Regions from separate parts of the Macaca mulatta genome. Here region 2 is linked to region 1. Evidence: chromatin contacts called from public Hi-C data. All regions are on one chromosome and are shown on one strand. The core of a region is the stretch at or near the end of the contact, and the rest is flanking DNA. Distances in the headings are between cores, read along the strand shown. Region 1 holds the start of FZD8 (frizzled class receptor 8). Region 2 has its middle 1.1 Mb from the start of FZD8.

Region 1 (5,009 bases), core at 1,826-4,325:
TTAAGAGTTCATTATCATGCTAATAGCAATCAACACTGTGAAGGGGTGGGAACCTCAGCCCATCAAGTGTCCCTTCGCTGCACTTGGTCTCCTCGCCCCCCTCCCCACCCCTCCTGGGCGCCGCCTCCCCTCCGCTCAGACCTGGGACAATGGCATCTGCTTTGGATAAGACACGGAGCTGGCCGTGCCCGACCGCCACGTCAGGCCGGTGCTGACGTCGCTGTAGAGAGAGCCCGCGCCACCGCCTGGTCCCCCGCCGCCGGGCCCCCCGCCGCCACCGCCCCCCGGCCCGCCGCCGCCCCCAGCGGCCGTGGCGCCCGCGCCCCCGCCCACTGCGGCGCCCTTACTGGCCCAGCAGCAGCGGGTGCACAGGGAGCGCCAGGACTCCAGCGTCTTGCCGGACCAGACCCACACGCCCGAGGTGATGCCCACCACTAGGCACATGAAGTACTTGAGCATGAAGACGGCGTAGTCGGGCCTGCGCGCCTGGTCAGGCTGTAGGTCCCGCAGGCACGGGCAGTTGTGCGTGGCCTCCCAGCGCGGGCGGTTGTGCTGCTCGTAGAAAAGGCAGGCGACCACCACTGCCGCGGGCACGGTGTAGAGCACGGTGAACAGGCCCAGGCGGATCATCAGCTTCTCCAGCTTGTGCGTCTTGGTGGGGCCGTCCTGCTGCTTGATGACTGAGCGGATGCGGAAGAGCGACACGAAGCCGGCCAGCAGGAACATGGTGCCAATGAAGAGGTAGATGACCAGCGGCGCCAGCACGAAGCCGCGCAGATTGTCCAGGCTCTGGTTGCCCACGTAGCAGATGCCCGCCACTGGGTCGCCGTCCACCGAGCTGAGCGCCAGCACCGCTATGGACTTAACGCTGGGCACGAGCCATGCGGCCAGGTGAAAGTACTGCGAGTAGCCGGCGATGGCTTCGTTGCCCCACTTCATGCCGGCCGCCAGAAACCACGTGAGCGACAAGATCACCCACCAGATGGAACTGGCCATGCCGAAGAAGTAGACTAGCAAGAAGACCACGGTGCACAGCGCGGGGCCGGTGGTCTCATAGCGCACGTGCTGCTCCACCGCGCCCAGCTCCTCGTACTCGCCGCGCCCGCCCGGGCCGCCCGCGCCCGCGCCCGCCGCGCCCGCGCCCGCCGCCGCGCCGCCCGCGCCCCCCGCGCCCCCCGCGCCCGGCGCGCCGCCGCTGCACGCCACCTTCTCGTGGCCCGCCACCAGGCGCACTAGGTAGCCCACTGACACGAAGAGGTAGCAGGCCGAGAGAAAGATGATGGGCCGCTCTGGGTACTTGAAGCGCTCCATGTCAATGAGGAAGGTGGAGACGGTGGCGAAGGTGGACACGAAGCAGAGCACCGACCACAGGCCGATCCAGAAGACCGTGAAGGCGCGCTCGTCCTGGCTGAAGAAGGGGTTGTGGCAGGGCAGCGCGCAGTTGGCGATCTGGCCTGTCTTGACGCGGTTGTAGAGCGGGTGGCGCTCGCTGGACACGCTCACCATGGGCGCGCGGCATTGGCACCCGGGCTCGCAGGGAGCCGCGCCGCCGCCAGGGGGCCGCGCCTTCCCGCCACCGCCGCCACCGCGAGCTGGGGGCGCCGCCGCGTCCCCGCCGCCACCGCCCCTGCCGCCGCCGCGGTGCGGGGGCCTGGCCCCCGGCGGGCGGCCGTGGCCGCTGCCCGAGGGCGGCTGCTCGCCGGGCGGCGGCGGCGGCAGGCGGCGCGGGGGGCTGGGCGCGGCGGTGGTGAGGTCGGTGCGGTTGTAGTCCATGCACAGCGTGTCAGGGTTGCCCTGTTCGGGCAGCCGGTCGCAGCGCATGCGGTCGGGCCAGGCGAAGCCGTACTGACGCATGAGCGGCGCGCAGCCGGCCTTGGCGCGCTCGCACACCGAGCGGCAGGGCGGCAGCGGCTTCTTGTAGTCCTCCAGGCAGATGGGCGTGTACATGCTGCACAGGAAGAACTTGAGGTCGGGCGAGCACTGGATCTCCACCAGCGGCCAGAACTGGTGCACCTCCAGGCCCGCCTCGTCCTGCGTGTCGTGGTTGAACTGGTTGGGCATGTAGGTGTAGTTGTAGCCGATGCCCTTACACAGCGGCACGGTGATCTCTTGGCACGCCAGCTCCTTGGCCGAGGCGGCCGCCGCGCCGCTAGAGCGCTGCAGCAGCGCTAAGGCGGCCAGCAGCGAGGTCACTTCCAACAGGTAACCCCACTCCATGCTGTGCGCCTCGGCCCGGTGCCCTCGCCCTCCAGGCGGCGCTCAGAAGGGTGCCGGAGGGGAGGGGGCACGAGAGAGCCGGAGACGGGGAAAGCCGGTGATCTGGGATCTCCCTTATGCCTCGCCCGGGAGAGGAGTCTGCTGATAATCTAGCCCCTCGTAGGGGCGCGTCGCAGCCTCGGCAGGGCCCTTCCGCACTCCTTTCCGCCGCTCCTGGGATTTGAAGGCGGTCGCAGGCGCGCGCCACAGTCCGAAGGTCCTCTCTGCTCGCCCCAGGTCGCGCTCAGCCCTCGCGGCGCAGAGCGTCCGGGCTTCGGCTCATCGTCCCGCGCTCGCTCGCCTCCTCTCCGCGCGCCCGACCACTTCTCCCCGCCGCGCTGGGCGGCGGTGACTCCGCCGGGCACAGAGGGCGGCGGCGCTGCAAGTTTCCTCTCGGGCCGCGGTGCGCAGTCAAGATGGCTGGGCCCGGCCGTTCGCCGCGCCGGGTCAGCCCTGGAGGCCACCGCTTAGCCCCCGGGGGCTCATGCCCGCCCCCAAGGCCGCGCCACCGCCGCCGCCGGAGTTGGGGACCCGCCTCGGCCCAGGCCGCCGCCCTCTTTCTCCGGCGTCCGTCCTTCGTCCGTCAGCCCCCTGGACAGACGGACCCCCGCCACCAGGAAAAGTCAGCGCCGCGCTCCGTCCGCAGTCGGGCGAGGCGCACGCAGTCTCCTTCCTGCTGGACACCCAGGAGCAAATCCAGACCGGAAGGCGGAGCGGACACCTGAGTGGCGCGGCCCGCGCCCAGCCGCCGCCGCCGCCTCCTCCTCCTCCTCGGCGGGAGCAGCGCCCTTCGCCCAACTTCCCGGCTCCAGCCCCGCTCAAGCCGCGCGGCCGGCTCATGAATATTTATACAGCGCGGACTCGGTCTCCGCCCCCAGCCCCGCGAGCCAATCGCCGGGCGGCGGGGCGGAGTCCACGCGCTCCCAGGGCTCAGCCTTCCTTAAGGCAGTCCCCGAGTGTCCGCACCGCTGTGCGCGTTCTCTGCGGATGGAGAGTTTTGGTAACCTTGGGATTGGCCGCAGAGACAGAGTGTTGGCCACGGCTGTCCCCATGGCGCTGAGTGCGTCTGAGGTCTTGGTGCCCTTTCCCCGAGTCTGCCCTTGGGGACAGGGACGGGGTTTGGTGTAGCGCACGCCTCTTCGCCGCGTTTCAAACCAGCCAGGCCCCTGCTGCCACCCTCCGCGAATGCGGGTGATCTGCGGGCGGCGGGGGTCTCGCACTCCTCCGGGCGGCGCGGAGGTCCCGCAGCAGGCGAGTGCAGGGGAGGCCTGCCGGGGCGGTCTGCCGGGGCGGTCTGCCGGGGCTTGGCGCTGCAGAAGACCCGGGAACGGGTGTCCTCCTTGGGGTTCTCAGAACGATGGTTTCTGAGGCTTGGAGATGTGGGGGTTGGGGGGGGAGGAGTGGAGTCATTCTAAACTGGAGCTGGACCCAGGACGGCCCAGGTGAGATGCCCCGGAGCCCAGCCTTGGGCGCGCGAGGGGCGCGGGGGACAAATGCCCGCCTGAGACTTTTCTCCCGCCTCCGCTGCGTGACCCGGGGGAGCCTCAGTTTCCCCACCTCGAGAGTTGGGTGATCATAGCACAGATCTCTAAGGGGGCTTTGATAATTAGGTGAGATAAAATATAGAAAGCCCCGGGACGCCGTGCTTTCTTAGGAAAAAACATTCTATTTCTTTTTAAAAATCAAAACAAACCCCGAAACTTATAAATAGGACAGACTGGAAACTCTGGGGCTGGATTCCCTGCCTTCGCTTGGTTCTTTCAGGACGTCTATTCATCCATCCCAAGTTCACAGGCTTTTGCCAGAGCCTCCTTTTCTCTGGTGGGAGGCGGCGCTGCGCTCTGGCGCGGACTCCGGGACACGTATCTGCGCTCTGCACGAGGCCGGAGCCGGACCCGGGCTGCTTTTAGCAGCCGCTTGGGCCACCGCCAGCGAACACGGTCCCCGCCGGCTCCGCAGCCACCTTAAGACCGACCGGGAGGGGGGCTGCGGGCGGCCCGGGCCGGCGGCCTGGCAGGTTCATTTACGCTTGTTAGGGCGTCCCAGGGGGCTGTCTTTCTCCTGGAATGGAGTGTTTATTTTTTAATTGATGTGCTGTTTCATTTAGCGCTTGTATGGAACTCATGCTGGGGCAGTAATTACTGTAATCTCGGGAACAAGCATTTCAGTTAGCCAGGAGGGTGGTAGAATATGTTTCTCTCTCTCTCTCTCTCTCTCTCTCTCTCTCTCTCTCTCTCTCTCTCTCTCTCCCCCCCCACCACCACCTCCCTCCCTCCCTCCTCCCTTCTCCCCATCTCCGTCTCCCTCTTCCTCCCTCCCTCTCTTCTGTCTTCTTCCCTCTCTCTCTCCCCACCTCTTCTCTCTCTCTCTCTCCCCCTCCCTCTCCCACCTCTTTCTCTCCCTCCTCCCTTCTCCCCTTCCCCTTCTCTCTCTCCTTTCCTCCCTCCCTTTTCTCTCCGTTCTCTCACTCTGTTCTTGTTTCAAGATTTTTGCTATTTGCCAGGTTTCACACCGGAACAAGTACAGTTGGAGAACAAAAGTTGCAGAGGGCGTGGGGACAGAGCAAAACAATTAAAGGCACATTTGAGGCCAGTTCCGGTTTTCGGGGCGCTGCTGGTGGTGGTGGTAGTTGGTGGTTGTCCGTTCAGAAACAACTCTTGTCATAAAACAAAAATAACCAGCAGTATTTGTAGATTGCTTGAGCTGATGGCATCTATGTCTTTCTCCTCTTGCTTTCTGTAGCTCAGTTAGCA
Region 2 (5,009 bases), core at 1,413-3,912, 1.1 Mb after region 1:
CAGGACGGTCTTGATCTCCTGACCTTGTGATCCACCCGCCTCGGCCTCCCAAAGTGCTGGGATTACAGGCATGAGCCACCGCGCCCAGCCTCTTTCCTCTTTCTTTTACAATGTATTCATTGTCTACTCTGTGCTAGTACCTTACATTTATCATATTATTTAGTAAAGCCCCTCTGAAATTAAAATTACAAAAGAGGAAAATAAATATGGAGACTACAAGCAACTCATTGAAATTTGCTTGTGTTCAAATAGGATACCTGAGATTAAAAACCAGAACGTTATTATTTTATTTTCTTTTTTATATTAATTCTCTCTAGTCTTTTTTCTTTTTCGTTTTGTCTCCTTTCTCAGTGTTTCAGTCCCTCCTTCCCTTTCCCTTCCTTTTTCCACCCCCCCTTTCTTTATAACATTTAAGGAAAAGATATGGTCTGAAAACATTTTCAGCCTAGACTCTGACGAGCCAGAACAGTGCATAGGGTGGCCCCATGATGACCCTTGGGCAGTCTGATGAATCAGGAAAAGCGAAGTCAGATGTGCTACACAGTTCAATGTCTGGCCCACCATCTCATCCTTCTCCAGTAAGAGCCGTTTCACATGTCCCTCCTCTCTCTTATATCCTATTCTCCCAATTTACCATGTATTTGTCCACTTTTTGCCATCCTCTCTTCCCCTACTTCAGTTTAGCTGCCATTATCGTTTGTCTGGAACTCCATCAGCCTCCTAAATGTGTCCCCGGTTGCAGTTTTGCCCAACCCCAATCCATTCTCCCAACTGCAGTCAAATTAATCTTTCTAAAAGGCAAAATTTGGATGATGTCACCTGTGTGCCCATTCAGTGGCTTTACATATCCCTCAGGGTAACGCTTACCAGGGGCCTGAAGGCACATCAGGGCCTACCCCATCTCTCTTGTTACCCTTTCTGCACATTTTCAATAGTGCCTTGTCATCTTCCTAATTGTATTTTGTATTTTTACATACTGTTCTCTCTCTAGAACTGGAAGGATTTACCTCTTCCTGTTCTATCTTGGGTAATGCCTTCTATTTGTAATATCAACTTAGGCATGACCTCTTCCAAGAAGGTTTTTTTAATAACCAAAGGCAAGATTGGGTAACATTTCTACAGGCTGCCCTAGATCTCTGTGCAGTCCATATCACCAGCTCATGGAGTATTGTCTTCTTCTTTCCCATTTACTTCACTTGTATCTCATTTACCATTATACCTCACAATTAGCATGACATGTAGAGGACCTTCATTGATTATTTATTTGGTAAATGACTGTTAAATGAGTGGTATGAAAATAAACGTTCAGCAAAATACTCATAATGTGGCCTATTTATATGTAAAAAAATCTTAAACAAGGACATACATGAACACATACATAAATACAAGATAATTGGAAGACTATATATCACACTGGTTATTATAGTTATACTAAAAATATAAGTCAACTGTACCATTCAATCAGTCAATCAAATGAAATAGATAAATCCTGCTCCCAATCACATCAGTATCTATTCTGTATTCTAAATTTCATATTACCTGGAATTTCAGATGCTTTTGCATATCACTTTCTGAAGTGGCATTTTACTACTGGGATTTGAGCCTTAATTTGATTTCATAATTTACTTTCTACAATTACATGTTAGATTACCATCATGTTCTTAGCCCTTGACTAGGTGCCGTGGTAAAAAGAAATGATTTTACAACTGTTTTTGAATTGCTTACAAACTTCTGGAGAGAAATAATATTAATAGATAGATAAAATTTGGAATTTTTCTACCAGGAGCTGCATACAATTTTATGTAAAATATTAAGAAGTTGGACTTTATATATTTTTATGCCTCTCCCATTCTGCTTCTGACCCTGCAACAGTCTCCTCCGATGTGATGTAGATATTTTGGGGCATATAATCCCAAAGTTAAAAAGATCCTGAAAGGACTTTAGGGAGGTAACAAACCATTGTTTGCCTGAAGGTCTCCTTCAACATTATCACTAAGTAGCTACATTTTCCAGAGTTGAACACTTTCAGTAACAGGAAGTCAGTGCTTCTCAAGAGTTTCCCACTTTGTGCCTCTCCTGTGTTTTCCAATCACACTGTCAAGAATAAGTGCAATTCTTCTTTCCTCATTGACCAGTGACTGTCTGAAGATTGCTATTTTGTTACCTCTGAATCTTTGCTTTTTACTGCAATTTAAAAATCCCTGATCTAGACAGGGATTAGTCCATTTGTAGGGTTGCCTTTTTGGACTCATATACAAGTGTATATATCTCCACAATAATTTTTTTCTTCTGAGATTTTTGCCAGTTCTCACTCACAAAAATATTTTATTGGTTTCTAGTGATCATATATAATTGTGTGTGTGTGTGTGTGTGTGCGCGCGCACGCACACATGGGTGTATGAATATTTGTAGTGAATTTGTGGTAAATGCATTTTGGAAAATTACATTTTTACTCTATTAATTTGATGACAAATAATGCAATCCTGTTTATGTTACAATGTGTTATTCGATTTGAAGTTTGAAAAAAGAGGCAATTGGGAAAAATTACTCAACAAACTTACTGTGAAAATTGACTTTAGTTTTCCTATTACTGTGCTTCAGAAATGCTTCTCTTCCTAAGATCCAGTAAAAGTTCAGAAACTGGGAGATAATTTTGTCCTTGGTAGGGACAGAGTGACACCGTGTGGAATAAAACAGAACAGAGCTACCCCATGAGGTAACACACGCTCTTCCCAGAAGACCGCAATCCAAAACAACTGAAAACAAACCAGCTCTTCAAGTAGCTCACCTAGTTATTTTTCCTAAATTTGCCTTAAATTACTTATTGAAAATGTGAACCAGCAGCAAAGTGAAAAAGCTCACCAAGAGGGCACATGCAATTAGAGTGGAACTCATAAGATTTTTTAAGAAGTATTTTATACTCTGCATTAAAAATAAGCTTATTTATTTGCTGTATATCTTATCTTTTAGAAAGATGCTTGTTCATTCAAAGGGGCTTACCAAATATTAATCGAGTAAAAGATGGTTTGCTATTTATTTGTTTATTCATTATATAAACCACTTCCAAAGAAGAGGTTTCCCTCCTTCCCTCCCTTCCTTCCTTCCTCCTTCCCTCCCTTCTTTCTTTCCCTTATGAGGCTCTAAAAACAAATTACAACTCAATGGCAATTCAAATGTCTTTAACTCAATTTCTTTAAAGAAGAGTGCCTGGAACGAGATAACATGATGAGCCACTGCCGTCAACAGCAAAGCTAACAGATACGTACCAATAAGATTTGCACGGTCATTTAATATATTTTGTCATAGTATGAGTGGTTGGAGGAACAAGAGATGTTTGACACAGAAAAGTGTCAATACGTGTTAGGTATGTTATGTTTTTATTAATGTCTTCAGGCCTTTCTTAAAAAAGAGGGTCGATTTATTCTGTGATAAACAGGTAGTATTTATGGGGGGTGAAACATTTTAGCAAATTACAAGAAGTAAATTTTACACATGAAGAAGACCTGTGTGAAATGTAAATGGTCTGCCCCGTCCAATGCCAACTCTAATTAATTGCTAATAGCTGCCTTGAGTACTATGCCTCTAAGGATCTGAGGTCATGTTCTGGCTCAGTGGGTAGTTCTATATTTGAATAGCAAGGCTGGCCTTGTGCACAAAGGTGAAGGAATTGGGGCGTATATATTGGGTGTCACCCTTTCTGGCCTAGAGAATACTTGATAGAAATGGGCTTCAGTGGAAAAACTAAGGGACAGAATAGCTTCAGTTTTAGCTTGGCCACGTACGTTGTATAAATTTTCCAAGCCTATTGTCTTCATCTCTAAGCATAGTGCAATAATCCTTATATGGTTGTTGTGGACGTTTAAGTTGTAAAATAATATGTCAAAAGCAACTAATGCAGAAATGCTTATAAATGATCTTGTGATATGTACTAATAAATGATAACTATCATTATTCCCTTGTTCTTTTTTTTTGCTAATTGGGATCATACCTTTAACGTAACGTTTTCTAAAAGTAAATTTCTAATTTCCCTTTGAATTACAGTGATTTTCTTATATGCTTATGGTTATTAGGCATAGGTAAACATTTTGCAATAAATAAAGATGAAGAGATCTAAGAAGGAAAAATGGAACCACAACATTATAGTATTAGAGAAGCCATCAGAAAAAAGTTTCAAGAGAATGGTCAATATTATAAAATGCTGCAGAGGAACATGAAGAAAAAAGACTAAAATCATAATGATGTGGACTTGATAATTGGAAATACCTGATAATCCCAGAGAATGAAATTGCTATAGTGAAATATATAGGAGGTAAAATGTGATTCACCGACAACATAATGAGTAAGGAGAACATGATATGACAAAATATTATTAAATGACTTTTTCTTAGGTTTTCTATCAGAAGATTTTCTGTTGCACAGACATGAAGAAGGTATTTGGGGAATAAAACATAAAATATATTATTATTTCAGTTATCACACAAAGCTCAGATCAATTCCCCTAATTTGTTGATAAATGGTAAATGCAAAATGACCTATATCTATATGTCTTTTCTGATCTGAAATTGGAAAACATGTTTTTATTAAGAATTTTTTTTTTTGAGACAGAGTTTCACTCTGTTGCCCAGAGGCCCAATCTTGGCTCACTGCAAGCTCCACCTCCCGGGTTCACACCATTCTCCCGCCTCAGCCTCCCGAGTAGCTGGGACTACAGGCACCCGCCACCACGCCCAGTTAATTTTTTGTATTTTTAGTAGAGACGGGGTTTCACCTTGTTAGCCAGGATGGTTGCGATCCCCTGACCTCGAGATCCGCCCGCCTTGGACTCCCAAAGTGCTGGGATTACAGGCGTGAGCCACTGCGCCCGGCCAAGAAAAATCTGTTAAAAGAGCAACTGTAGAGGTGCAGATATTTCTATCAGTTCTCCCATAATTGCAGCTGGCACCTTTTATATAAGAGGAGCTCAGGAGACACTATTTTGAGACCTTATCAGCCTTCCCACAATTGTGTAA

What was found. A called contact is a pair of places that touch in the nucleus more often than the background predicts.
Region 2: a Hi-C map of fetal cortex germinal zone shows a contact between it and region 1, with 3 times the contacts expected there. The contact joins the enhancer-like site here to the promoter of FZD8 in region 1. A contact is called at or near these places in 4 of 14 Hi-C or Micro-C datasets (fetal cortex germinal zone, fetal cortical plate, fibroblasts and 1 more).

What each region holds. Positions count from the first base shown.
Region 1 is chr9:37,044,235-37,049,243 of T2T-MMU8v2.0, forward strand. It overlaps FZD8 (frizzled class receptor 8), which reads right to left and starts at 3,076. Exons shown (of 1, transcript XM_015146845.3): 1 at 1-3,076. The coding sequence starts at 2,217. The coding sequence ends at 136.
Region 2 is chr9:38,175,074-38,180,082 of T2T-MMU8v2.0, forward strand. No RefSeq gene overlaps it. Among named protein-coding and RNA genes, the nearest start is that of FZD8, 1.1 Mb to the left of the region's middle. Within about 2 kb of position 2,663, at least 9 of the 40 cell types and tissues checked have an H3K27ac peak or open chromatin away from gene starts, as enhancers often do. A contact at or near this core is called in fetal cortex germinal zone and fetal cortical plate, where this site is marked.